Regions from separate parts of the Anas platyrhynchos genome. Here region 1 is linked to region 2. The links are chromatin contacts, called in public Hi-C maps. All regions are on one chromosome and are shown on one strand. Each heading gives the region's core, a stretch centred on a gene start, on an enhancer-like site or on the middle of the called end of the contact. The rest is flanking DNA. Distances are from core to core; before and after follow the strand shown.

Region 1 (7,114 bases), core at 1,389-3,888, 130 kb before region 2:
TACATGAATGAAGAACAAATACTCCCTTATCTTTTTTTTTTTTTTTTTTTTTTTTTTTTTTTTTTTTTAATGTACAGTAACTACCTTATTTTCTTTAACGTTAAATGTAAAGTACCCTTCCTGTTACACTACTGTGAAAATACAAATCGGATCAGGAGTTGTACCAATACCAGATATCGATCTTGGTCTTTTTTACCAATTTGCCTCACAGAGATGTGTGAAGGTACGCTATGTTCTCATCTTAAAGTATTAGGGCTGACACAGCTGAAGAAGATACAATCCTAAATGCAAAAGTATATTGAAGAAACTCCAAATTATTTTCTTGAACAGGCTCAAGGCAAATGTATCATTCATCTATCACAGATTGACAAGACAAAGATGGATGAATGAAATTGCAAATGCAGTTGGAATTAAAAAGACCTGATGTTTTACATGTGCAAACTAGTGATACATGCATGACTTTTCAAGCTTAGCCACATAACAAAAAAAAAAAACAAAAACAAACAAACAAAAAAACTACTTGTAGTGTTACTTCCCTAAATAATTAGCATTTATATATATTAATATTTAATGCCTGTTTTTCCTCTTTAGAAATATTTGCTATTTTAATAAGCAGAAATCTAATTTTGAGCATGAGGAACACTTCCTCTTTGTGTAAAACAATGCTTAAAATAGCCACTGACAAAAGCGGCTAAATCTTTACAATATACCTAGAACATGAATTTTCAGATCATGAAATCTTCCCGTTATTTGTGCCTGTTTACAACTCAGCAGCAATAAACTGTGCATATGTCACTATATGGAGAAACCTTTTAAAAATTTATTTCATGTTATTAGAGATAGTCAAAATTCCTCACCAAAAAAAGAAAGAAAAAAAAAAAGTGCCCTTTTATTGTTTTATCTGATAAGTCCAAATCATTATCTTTAAAAAAGAAAAAATCATAAACCAGAAGCTTCCCAATCCCTTCAGCTGCTCACTAAACCCAGTGGTTTAGCCGCATTCCTCTGGAAATACCACATTCTGTACGAGGTAGTAACTTTTATAGACCAATTGATCTAGCTTCAAAAAGCACATTCTGGGACACAAAGGGTTGAAACTGCGCCTGAAAACTTGACCTTTACATCAGTTGGTCTAATCTAATAAAAGATATTACGCCTCCCTAGAAGCCCTCGCTTTGTTTATAGGCATGACTGTCTGAGATTGTAGCACTACTATTATCAGAGAATGCCAACTGCAACACGGCTCTCCCAGCGCCTGGAGCGGAAGGACTGCCAGCTCTTGAAGTGGTTGTCCAAAAATACCCCCACTTCAGGGATCCCCGTGCAATATCAGCTTCTCCTCCCTCACTTTTTCCAACACGGGGACACCAGGCGTTCCCGTTACGCAGCCAGGGCGCGGGTGCTGTGAGGGGGCCTGTGGTGCTGTGAGGCACCCTCTGGGTCTGCTGCCTGCAAGCACCGTGCTTGGCCAAACTTCGGCCTCGCTCGTCTGCCTGCCACCCCTCCACTCAGCGCCTCTGGAGAGCGGCCCAAGCAGCTACTGGAGCAGTTCTCAAGACGCTGTTACACGCCAAGCACAGCAGACGCTTATTTATTTATTATTTATTTTCGAAACCAGTGGCCCACCACCTCTGGCGGGCCGACGCTTGGCAGCCTCTCCCCTCCCTGCCCGCCTCCTCAGCCCAGGCGGCCGCCGGAGGCCTGACGTGGGGCGGCCGTTAACGGCCTCCCCGGGGCCGCTCGGCGGCGCCCCGGGAAGCCTCGGGGGAGGAGGGGGGGCGGCACTGGGGGGGCTCCGTCCCCTCAGCGCCTCCTCCACCGCCGCGGCTCCGCCATTCCTGTAGAGGCAGCGCCCCCTGCGGGGCGGGCGGGGGGCGCCGTGCCGGGAGGAGCCGCCAGCCGGCCGCCGCCGGAGCGGGGAGGCGGGGAAGCCCTCGGGGGCGCTCCGCGGGGGCTGCGTGACTGGAGAGGAGCGCGGGGCTCACGGGCAGGGGAAAACACCACGGGGCGAGCGCACAGCGCGCTGCCTCGCCCGGCGCCGGCTCTGCGGAGAGCGGGGCGGGAGGGGAGGGGAAGGAGGGAGCGGGCGGGGTTGGGAAGCGCCGCACCCCGGCCATGGCGGCGGCGTGTCCCCGGCCCCCCCCTTCCCTCCCCGCCCAGCCCCAGACGCCGCGTCTCGGCCCGGCGCGCGGCGACCTTCCCGCAGCCGCGGGGCGGGGCCGCGGCGTTCCCGCCCTCCGCCGCATGCAGATGAGGCCCCTCCTCATTGGCCTGCGCCGGGAGCTCTTTGAAAAGGCGCCCGCTGATTGGCCGCCCGCAAATGTTAACGCAAATAGGAGAATCTCCCCCCTCCCTCCTCCTCTTCGCCCCCCCTCCCCTTTCTCGCCGCTGGTGCGTGCTGCGTGCCTCAGACGCCCTGTAACGCTGCGCGCCGCTTACTACAAACAAGTAGTTCCCGGCCCCCCGCCATCTCCCCCCGCCCGCCGGCGCGACGGGGAGGGCCGGGGACTCCGCAGCCCCCACCGCCGCACCGCGGGCGCCCCGTCGCGGAGGAGAGGAGGGGTCGAGCCGGGGCGGCGGGGAGAGGCGTGTCCCCCCCCCCCATACACACACACCGCCTCCCCCGCGGAGGGATACCCTCTCGGCACCATCCGCGCTCTGCCCGCACCAAAATATTGGGAGTTAAGAGGCGGCTCCGCGGCGCCGCCGGCTCAGAAGCGCGCGGGCAGGCAGGGCGGCGGCGCGGCTCCTGCGCCCAGCCCGCTCCCCGCCGCCACCGCCGCACCGCACCGCAGGGCCGGCTTCACGGACGCGGCCCCCGGCTGGAAGGGGCCCTTTCGCCGCCGCCGGAGAACGAGGACGAGGACAAGGAGGGGGACTTGGCGCGGATCCGTGCCGGGGAGGCCGTCGGTGCCCGCCGCAGGGCCACCAGGGAAGCCCCGCGCGGAGGGTCTGGGCTCGCTGAGGAGGAGGAGGAGGACGCAGGGGGCTCCCCCCGCACGGAAGATGTTGCTCTCCAAGTTCGGCTCGCTGGCCCACATCTGCAGCCCCGCCAGCATGGACCACTTGCCGGTGAAGATCCTGCAGCCAGGTACGGCGGGGCGCCGGGGGCTTCCCCCCGCGGGCGGCCCCAGCCCCGTGGCCGGCGCCACGCAGCCGCCCGAAACTTGGGGCTCTCCCCTTTTTATTGCGTTTTTTTTTTTTTTAATATAACCGAAGAAGATTTTTGAGGAGGAAATTTAAAAAAAAAAAAAAAAAGCCTCGTGCAGAATTAGGGCGACGCGTCCAGCGGACGTGCTCGGGGGGGGGATTTAATATGTATATTATTATTTTATTTTTTTAATTTTTTTTTTTTTGAGCCCTAATTTTCGCCGAGGCGTAGCCCGGTCGCTAACGCCGCGCTTTCCCTCCTGTTTCCCCAGTGAAAGTGGAGAAGGAGCCGTTCGACAAAGTGTACCAGGTGGGCTCCGTGCTGGGCAGCGGCGGCTTCGGCACCGTCTACGCGGGCAGCAGGATCGCCGACGGCTTGCCGGTGAGGCTCGGGGCGGCTCGGCGGGCGGCGGGCACGGGGCGAGCCCTGCCCTGCCCGGCCCCGCCGCTCACCGCCCTCCCTTTCCCCCCTCCTCGCCCCGCAGGTCGCCGTGAAGCATGTGGTGAAGGAGCGGGTGACCGAGTGGGGCACGATTGTAAGTACTTCATTTTTCTTATTTATTTTTTTTCTTATTAATTTTATTTTTGGGAGGGGTGGGCTCCGTCGGGGCTATTGTGTGGGCGGCGGGGCTCGCCCCGCCCGCCGGCGCGGTGTCTGCGTCGGGGGGAATTTGGCGGGGGTTCGCCGCCGCAGCGCCGCGCCCGCCCCTCGGACTGCGGCAGCGGAGGAGCCACCCCGCGGGGCGGCGGTGGGTGGCACTGCCCTACCCTGCCTTGCCTCGTCCTGCCCTGCCCTGCCCGCCGCCCCCGAGTGACCCGCTCGCCTCCCCTTTCTCTGCCCAGGGCGGCGTCATGGTGCCCTTGGAGATCGTCCTCCTGAAGAAGGTGGGCTCCGGCTTCAGGGGGGTCATCAAGCTGCTGGACTGGTACGAGCGTCCTGATGGCTACCTGATCATCATGGAGCGGCCCGAGCTGGTGAAGGATCTCTTTGACTTCATCACGGAGAAGGGAGCCCTGGACGAGGACACAGCCCGTGGGTTCTTCCGGCAGGTGCTGGAGGCGGTGCGCCACTGCTACGGCTGCGGCGTGGTGCACCGGGACATCAAGGATGAGAACCTGCTGGTTGACCTCAGGACAGGCGAGCTGAAGCTAATCGACTTCGGCTCAGGGGCCATCCTCAAGGACACAGTCTATACTGACTTTGATGGTACGTGCCCTCCTTGCCTGGGGCAGCCCAGCCACGGCGTGCCGAGTTTGGCCAGACCCCGTGCCCCTCCCAGGGCGATGCCCTATAGCTGCCGCTTATCCTGTTTCTGGCGCCTCCAAGTAGCGAGGGCGCCTCTGACGCAGCGGTTCATATCAGGTCTATCGGTAATGGAAACCTTTGGACCCGAAGCAGCTTAGGGTGTTCAGTTGCGTAGGAAAGAAGCAATTCCAGGCAGTGACGCAGCAGTTTATATTTCCCTGTCTTGGAAAAAGCATTTTTTTTCCTAGAGGGCGATCTGTTTACATGGAGGCTTCACCAGTGTCGGATGTTTCCATGTGTGGATATGCAGTTTTTACATGCAGTGCTTTTTTTAACTCGAAGCAATAGCTCTCCCCCTCCCTTTCCGCTGGTGTCCTGGAAATCCCGCATTGCAGATTTCAAAGTGATGGGACAAATACGCTCCCTGAAAATAACGTGATACTAGCTTCAGGGTCAGGCTTGATGGTTTAGAGATGGGAAATCTGAAAATAAGCTTGCACATGATAGAGGATATTTTCCCTTGCCCTTTGAATGTGACTGATGTAACCAAGGGACTTTTTTTTTTTTTCCGACCTCCATCCTCAGCTGCTGCACTTAACATCTGTTTGTTGTGAAACCCGAACCCCTAGGCCACGTGACCTTCAGCATCACAAATTCTCGTTTTTGTTTGGTATCCAAGGAGCACCGCAGGCAAAGAGAGGGCGGGTTAAAAAGGCTGCTGCAGAGAAGCATGGGGCCTTTTTTTTAAAAAAAAAAAAAAAAAAAACATAAAAATTGTAAGCAGCCTTATTTTGTTTACTGCCCAGTGGAATTGGATAAAGCAGATTATCCCTGTGTAATAAGGCAGACCTGAGTTTCACCTTCTCCACTCCCTCTCTTCTCCTCCCCGACAGCCCCCTTTGTCCTTTTGTGTCTATTTTTGGTGTGATGCTGCAGACGCCACGTGGTCAGTGAAAGGGAGCTCGCCTTAGTAAACAGTCAGCTGATGGCAGCCCTGTTATTCCTTGCAACAAAATAGCACAACCGGATGGTTGATGGTGTAACTCCACAGATGACCTGAAGTTACACCACTAATAGTTTGGGGCCATAAAAAAAAAATCAAAACCTGCTTTTTTTTTTTTTTTTTTATTCCAAACAATGAACTTAATTTAGCCTTAGTAGAGCTACTTGAAGAATGGGAAAACACTAATCCTTTACTTTTTTTCCTGCTTTTAGGAACGAGAGTATACAGCCCGCCAGAGTGGATCAGATACCATAGATACCATGGGAGGTCAGCGACAGTATGGTCTCTGGGAGTTCTGCTGTATGATATGGTTTGCGGAGACATCCCTTTTGAGCAAGATGAAGAAATCTTGAGGGGACGATTATACTTCAGGAGGAGAATTTCACCTGGTGAGTTGTGTGGGGGTGTTGAGTGGGGACTTTTTTTTTTGTTTGTTTTTTTGTTTTTTTGTTTTTTTTTTTTGAGATTATCTTGAATTTACAAAAGTTATGTGTCTGGGTGGGTTGGCTGGTTGTTTTCCAAGACAGTCTCCTTATTTTTCTGATCTGGAATTCCTTCTTTGCTTGTTTCAGAATGTCAACAGCTGATCAAATGGTGCCTTTCACTGAGGCCTTCAGACAGACCAACACTTGAGCAAATTTTTGACCATCAATGGATGCACAAATCTGAAGTAGTGAAGTCTGAGGACTGTGACATAAGGCTACGGACCCTTGATACTGATGTATCGAGCACAAGTTCAAGTAATGAGAGTCTGTGAATTACTAAGGACATCGCATTGGGAGGGGAGCTACAAGCAGAAAGACCACAGTGCTGCTGCCAATACGTAGGAGGGGCTAGAAAAATGCATTCATTATTCTGTAGTTGAATCTTTGTCTGAGGGACTTGATTTTATTTTCCCCTTTTGCTGGTTTCTGCTTTGGAATGAGAGATTTCCTTTGGAAACGCTGATGTTTGGGAGTTGCAGGCCAGTACTTAGTCAAAGACTGACCTTATTAAGAAAGCAGTGACCTCTTGAATACATGGTAAACTTTTTTGCTCTCATAGAGCCTGGACTAGATTTTATTTGCTTTTGAGTGCCTTTTTGAAAGCTGCTTCAGTGGGACTTTCTTTTTTGAGCTGTGTATGTCCAAAGAAGATCCAGTTCATTATAGGAATTTGCTCCCTTTAGACCCAGTGCTGGAGGAAGCAGCTCCTATGATGCATTGGAGAACATGTTCGGTGATTGAATGAAGTAGTCCCATCCACTGGTGATGGAATACTTGAACACAGACATTTCACTCCTGCCCCCGGCCCTTTCCAAATCCAACCCACCTCTGCTGCTCAAAGTATTTCTTATAGCCTGCACAGAAATATGAACAGGTATATCAGCTTTTTTATCAGAAACATTTATTCATGTTTCCTTTTATCATCTCTACCACTGGGCATGAGAAGCCCCTTTCTCAACTCCCCCTGGCCTTTTGTCACCCTGCGAGTCTTAAGAGTATGTATGGGCATGTTGAATGCACAATCAATGCAATATTCAAGGACTTTACTTTTTTTTTCCATACCTGTATAATGTGTTTATGTAAACTTGGTTTTCCCATGTACTATACAGTTATTTATTGTTTGAAGTTTAGAAGACCTCCCACAGGTTTCAGCTGTGGCTATTTATTTGGTTAATTTATTTGGTTAGAGTTATTCAACACTGTGCTTTCCCCTCCTCCCCATGGGAATTC
Region 2 (6,825 bases), core at 2,651-5,150:
CCTTAGTAAGCAAAAAGTAAATACATGGCCAAAGGTAAAGCAGACTAAATTATATATTTATGTGTTCTATGGCAATACACCAGTTTTTCTAGTTGAAAGATGGTTATTGTTGAGGTTTTTAACCTCATATATGGACTCTGGGCTACAACTAATTGCTGCCTCTGTGAAGAGTTTCTTCAGCAAATGCTTTGTTTCTTCTCTGTGAAATGGGGATTTATCACTGTTGAAGTACTGAGAAAAGAAAACAAGACTTTTTCCTCAAGTATATATAAAGTTTCTAGAACAGGACTGAACCAGACTCCATGTCAGTGCATAAATAACAATAATGTTTTTGTTTACTATCTGCTGGTTCCTCTGGTTAGATTTTCTTAAAGACACAGGGGTAATACACCCTAATATTTACTTACAGTGTTTCACATTATGTGAATACTGGTTGAGGTCGGAGGAGCATTATGGTCATTAACACCCTCTTAAATTCACCTTTAACTTTTACCAGCAGAAACCATCAGAATACATCCTGTGCCCAGACTATAGTATGGCCAGAATCTCAGTACCCCCCTACAATTCCTTTTAGGCCCACTTCTCTTCTGATTCACCTTTTGTATGAAAGGTTCAAACAGTAGCAAATGTACAGCAGAAATTTAGGCTATACTCTCCCTTTGTTCTTTTTTCTTCCCAGAAAAGCTGTTCATTACTGGTCAAAGCACCACAGGGATCAAAAAAAAAAAAAAAAAAAAAAAAAAAAAAGAAGATATTCTTTTTGAGGATTTTCTAGAGATATTATTCTTATTAAGGAGGCATGAGAACTTCCCATTGCTGAAGCTCCTCAATTTATAACACCTAGTACTAAACTGTATATTTGAAATGGATATTAAAATAAAACATTAAATAAATATTATACTTGCTAATATGCATAGGCCATCAAAATATGCTAAGAACATTTAATCTAGGGTTTTAATCTATGACTGGGTTTCTCTCTTGGTTTACATCTGTCAATTTACTGACTTTAATACAGATATTCTGTCTAACTAATACAGATATTATGTCTAACAGAGAAGGATCTGAGCAGTTTTGTGTGATTTTAGGGACAGTACTTGAAGCTTTGAAATCTTCAAAAAACAAATATGCTCTGATTTTGGATTAAAAAAATATATTAGCTGAGTCCATTTCTCAATCAAGAATATTTATCACATCCTTCTGGCAATTTCTTTAATTATTCTTTTTGTTGAAATTGTCAGATATTTGCAAGATGTCTATGAAGTTAGGTAAGTCTCTCTGTGTGGTGGTTTTCCTTCTCTGAGTCTCTGGATCATCAGCTATGGAAGAAAATAAATAATAATAATAACAATAAAAAAATAATAATAATAAAGCTGTTTGAAGGGTTTTCAAAATAGATATATAATATACTTGATTTGTACCTTTTGGAGAGTTTGTGGAATTATAAGCAAAGCTGTTTTTGAGTATATTTAAGTTCAAAGTGTTAATTGACAATGCACATCTTTCTTGATATCAGCTTCTTTGTTAACGATAAGCAAAGAACACTTAACAAAAAGAGGAAGAAGCAAAACTTGGAGGAAACTACCTGGGATTTTCTATAAAAATCTAACCACTCCTTGTACACATTACAGCCTGAATCAAAAACACCATCTGGTTTAGAGTTCAACGAAAGAGAAGAAAAGGATCATTTTATTCTTGTGTTTTGTTTTCTCCACCTAGGGTCATTCCATAGAAGAGAACACAGAACAATGACAGGAAAGATATTCTCTGAAAAAATTGCCCCACTTTTTTTTTTCTTTTTTTTTTCTCCTCCATTGACAAGGCAGAAGTGGAAGATGCTTTTCTGCTGTTCTCGCTCCTTTTCTAAGGGAAAGTGACAATATGCAACATCATACATTCCTAATTTCCTAATATAGGAGAAAGATTCTCCTCTACCTGTCTTTGTTTCTCTTGATTACCTCATTTACCCACAGGACTGATTAAAGGCTTTTGCTAGATGCTACTAGCAACTCAAGTTATTAGACAATTTTTTGTCACTTCCACAAAAGAAAATCCTCCAAGCAATTAATCTTATTTACTTATTTGGCAAATGATCTGTCTTAAGATGCAAATTTGAAATAGCTCTTTGATACTTAAAATTTAGTTTCTGTTTTGTAGCATTTAAGTAGTTCCCAGATAATAAATAAATAAGAACAATTTTTTTTTTCATGCACTGTCCCAAAGTTTCACTCACTGTAACATCAGTTTCACAACACACTAGTTAGCCACTTCTACAAGAATTTGATGTTTTTTCTAGTGGCTAAGCTATAATCTAGCATGAAAAACAGTAGTAGCATGTGGACTTTGAGGTAGGATTTGGCTCTCAAATCAAGACATCAAAACTGTTTTCCACTCATGAAACACGTAATTGTCCTTGTAAAGAATTGAGATTGGGTTACTACTGCCAGTGAAATTTTAAAAGTGATTAACCAAACTTAGCTGTTCATGTGATGTTTTGTTTATCTAGATACCTAGATACAGGTGTTTTCCTTGGTGGCCTGGACTCTATTCTTTGCATGGGATTCATCTACCAGAGCACAAGCATGCAGTGTTGTTCCTCTTGCCTAAGGCTATCCTATCTGACCTCCACCTGCCAATCAGCAGAAGATTGTCTCTCATACTTCCTGTGTCATATCCAGCTGTCACTGACTGTCTGACTGCTGAAGTCTCACAATGGCATAGGACAATATTTTGAGGCAACTTTGTTAAGTCTTGCACAGACTAAAGTTAATGACACTTAAGAAAAATTTGGAAATTAATTTGGAAATTTAAAAAAAAATGTGACTACAACCCAGTATCAAAAGGTCCTAGTTTTGAAAGCAATTTATTTTTGAAAGCAATTTTCACATTTTTGCTTTTCTGAAAGCAATTTAATTTAATTGCATTTTAATTTGATTTGCATTTTGAAAGCAATTTAATTTTGAAAGCAATTTTCACATTTTTGCTCTATATTGTTGTAATGTCTCAGCTGAAGCTAAGGCCTAGCTCTACACCACGGGGTTGGACAGAACTGCTTAGTGTGATAGTTCTACCAGTCTAATGTAACCAAACTGTCCATGAACTTAATTTTGCACTGAAGTTTAGGATTTGTTCAAACTCTTCTTTCCCCATCCAAACATGCCATTTACAGCTTGAGATAACTGAATCTAGCACAATGCTCACAACAATCTGTGACAAATGATTTGAATTATATTTATTTTTTTCATAGGTCTAATTATCATTTTATCAGTGCCTTTTATACACATTCTATACTTTTGTGCAAAAATCCTTGGGTTGTTTTTGTTTGGTTTAGTTTTGCTTTTCTTTACTTTACTTTCTTCCCATCCCCACCCCACCCCCTCCAGCTGTTAATTCATTATTTTCTTAGGAAACTGTGTTTAGTCTCACATTATTTCACTGGCATTTTGTCTTTAATGAGACTACGAGGAAAACATAACAGTATAGAATCTGGGTAAGGACCCATCTGAAAATAGATATCTAATGCAGATATGGCAAGCTAAAGCAGTGTCCATCTAATGGCCCCCATTTGTTTTCATATGGTCACCAGAGGTCAGTTCAACAATGTCCCCATTGATCCATTTAACTTTCACTACCATAAGAACAAAGCCCACAAAAGAGAAGGAAGAATGTGCTCATTGTGGTTCAACCGGAATTCACAAGCACAGAAAAGATCCTCTCTATTGGCTGTTTCCTTCTGCAACTTGACTTCCGAAATAGGGCTACTCTTTTGTACAAGATACAAAAATGAGATGTGAAAAAAAAAAAAAATCCCACCAGAAAGCATGTGACTTCCAGAATTGCCTGTAGCTTTCCTGGCACTGGATTGAGAAACATTTCTTCATCTCGTGTTACATAATCATCCCTGACGCATTGTTTGTTCCAGCTCAGTGCTGTTTTCATCAGATAGGACCCAAAAACCTAATGGAATATGAAGAGTGTCCCCCTTATGTTTTTTTCTTGAAAGTTTCATGATTATGAAAATTATTTAAAAATACGTACTGGAAGGAACACTTTTTGAAACCACATTTCTTGTTGGCTGATGTTCATTCTTCACAGTGCACATTTCCCTTCTTTTTCCAGTTAACACACTGTTTACAGCACACCGAGATCCCATTCAAATGAATGAGAGGAAGAACGAGGAAGTGAATGAATGAACGTATATTTGACATAACAACCTCTTAAGTTAAATCTGCTAAGTAATAACTCAATTTACTTTAATAAAATTACTCCAGAGATTAATTTATCCAATAATGTTTCAATGGCATATTCTAAAGAATTTACTCCAAATCACATGAAGTCATTGTAACCTTTCCATTGATTTCTGTGGATCTGGATCTAGTTTCAGAAGAATTAAATAACTGCTTATCACTTCTCCTTTTTTTTTTTTTAATTCACAAAATAGATCATTTTCTCCAGGTAAATCATTTCACTGGATAATTGCTCCTTGAACTGTCTGTGAAGACAGCTCTCCCATCTCCTTATCAAACTATGACTTCCTTTTCTGCAGTTTTCTGTAATGTTTGACAGCTCAGACATATCATCACTGTTAAACTTTTTTGTCCTTAAGTTAAAACCAAGTGAATACTTTTTTTCTTAGCATTCCATTTATTTTGTCTTGTGGAAGAGAATGCCACAAAGTCCTACATAGCCCATGTTCTGGTCCCTCTGAAGTTCCCAATGTCTCTGAACTCTGTGTAACATTCAGTGGTAATGTATTCATCTTTTTAATCCAGTCACTTTCTCTGCAAAGTTGTACCAAATTTCATTTAGAAAACTTACCTTTAAACATGCCCTTGTAATACCCTTCATGTACTTTCATAAGCTCTACTTAATATTCCAATACATAAAATTTGCTCTCTCCATGAAAAGAGTTTCACTGGACTCCATTACATATCTAGTGCAGCACCTGATCTCACTGCCTCAGAAGCACATGGAAAAACAAAACGCACCTGAATCACACTTTGATTCACTGGTTGTCATCTTGTTTCAGGGTGGAGAGAAGCAAATTGGCTCAATTTATAAATTATCTCAGATAGTTCTTTCATCTTCATGTTCACAATGAAATATGAGGATATATTAAGTAAAGCTTATTGGATGTGTGCTTTGAGCCTAATACTAGATATTTTCATTTAAATATCCTGAATGATAGAAAAAGGAGTAAGAATATTATTTCTTCAGACAAAATCTAATTGAAATGGCCTGAAAGCATGTTTGAGGATAGGACAAAGACTCAAAATGATTTTTTTTTATTTGAATAAATAGCCTGGAGAAGAAAGAATAATTTTAAATATGGAATACTTGTAAGGAGAAGTTGAACTTTCTACTATTTAGAGAGAACAATCTAGGCAAGGCAAGAAGGGCTAGATAAGCTCTTTAAGTGGAATTGTGCTGAGTTACCATCTGGACTTGAATCAGCAGTCATGTTGTAGGAAGACAAAAACCAGACAAACAGGACTATGATCTGCAAGATGGGGGAAGGATAGCACTGACAAGGTCTTGCTCGGGGTCTTCTGATCAGGGACTGTTTTGTCTGTCTGCCCAAACAACATACATGTTCCATGTGCATGCTGTTATGACTAATCACAACGATTTTAAATTTCAATAAGGGAACTTCAGTTATGATGCTGAGAAGAACATCCTAACAATAAAAGTAGTGAAGCACAGAAATAGATTACTTGAGATGATCATGGAATAGCTTATCCTTTCTTGATCAGTGAGATAGATTAAATAATCTTTTGAGGTATTTTCTAGCTCAATTATTTTATTTATGTCTAGGACTATACTGGCCTTGCTATACAGACTTCTGGTCTGGTGAATCCAAGGCTTCATCTACACCTTCTTGCTGTCCAGTCATGTCTCATGTGCCAGTGTAAGACAGGAAAAGAGCTGTACAAAACAGGGTATTCAGACTTCTGACTTGGGAAAATAAGATAGACCTCTAACTTTTTTACATATAATTTATATTTAAGTTTAAAAATATTTAATTGACCAAGGAAATATATCTTATGTATTCCATCTGGGACAGAGAGTTACTATTTTTCCCAATTTCCAAGGTAAGGGAAATAATGCAACTAGAATTTTATCCATTTCTTAAAAAATAAAAAGCCATGTCAAAGAGCAATACACATTAGGGCTTGAATTTGTACCTTTCCACAAGATTAAGAGAATATGATTGTAACCAAACTAAGCTCTCTGTCCAGAAGCATGGAAAGGTTTAATCCACAAGATAAGTCACTTATGGAAAAGTACAAAATTTAGAGAACTCAGCATACTGTTTGACAATTTGAGGTGTTAGCTTTATGTTGTTATCAGAAGCAGAACTGATAAGATCTAGAAAAACTCAGGTCCTCTTTTTTAGAAAACACTATGATGAAGAGTACATAAGCAGACAGACAAGCAAATACTTTTGTCTACATCCCAGGTGCTAAAAGTTAAGAAACTGAAGGTTAAACACTGCTTAAAAACTACTGGCTTTATAAAAGTGTATTACTGTGTAGTAGAAACATGAGGACACAGGTTTCAATAGGTCAGTGGCTCTTTTTCTTGTCTCTGAAATAGTGTTTTTACTCAAGATGGTATGACCATTTGTAATTCAATGAACTTTTCCACTTTGATATATGTATTCTCTTTCTGTACAAATAATTGAATGAAAAATAGCTGCTGTTTTAGAGGTAATTACCACACATATAGAATACTAGACTAGAATACTTCTATGAAATATATTTAGGTCCCATATGGATAAGTCTTCTGAATTGCTCTTTAAGTCTTGCTCTTACATAATCACTGGCA

Evidence for each region. A called contact is a pair of places that touch in the nucleus more often than the background predicts.
Region 1: a contact with region 2 is called in a Hi-C map of subcutaneous adipose tissue, with 1.9 times the contacts expected there. The contact joins the promoter of PIM3 here to the enhancer-like site in region 2. A contact is called at or near these places in 2 of 8 Hi-C or Micro-C datasets (liver and subcutaneous adipose tissue).

The regions. Positions count from the first base shown.
Region 1 is chr1:19,965,854-19,972,967 of IASCAAS_PekinDuck_T2T, reverse strand. It overlaps PIM3 (Pim-3 proto-oncogene, serine/threonine kinase), which reads left to right and starts at 2,638. Exons shown (of 6, transcript XM_027458508.3): 1 at 2,638-3,091; 2 at 3,423-3,532; 3 at 3,636-3,686; 4 at 3,994-4,357; 5 at 5,612-5,788; 6 at 5,972-7,114. The coding sequence starts at 3,007. The coding sequence ends at 6,156.
Region 2 is chr1:19,840,421-19,847,245 of IASCAAS_PekinDuck_T2T, reverse strand. No RefSeq gene overlaps it. Among named protein-coding and RNA genes, the nearest start is that of PIM3, 130 kb to the left of the region's middle. Within about 2 kb of position 3,900, at least 2 of the 8 cell types and tissues checked have an H3K27ac peak or open chromatin away from gene starts, as enhancers often do. A contact at or near this core is called in subcutaneous adipose tissue, where this site is marked.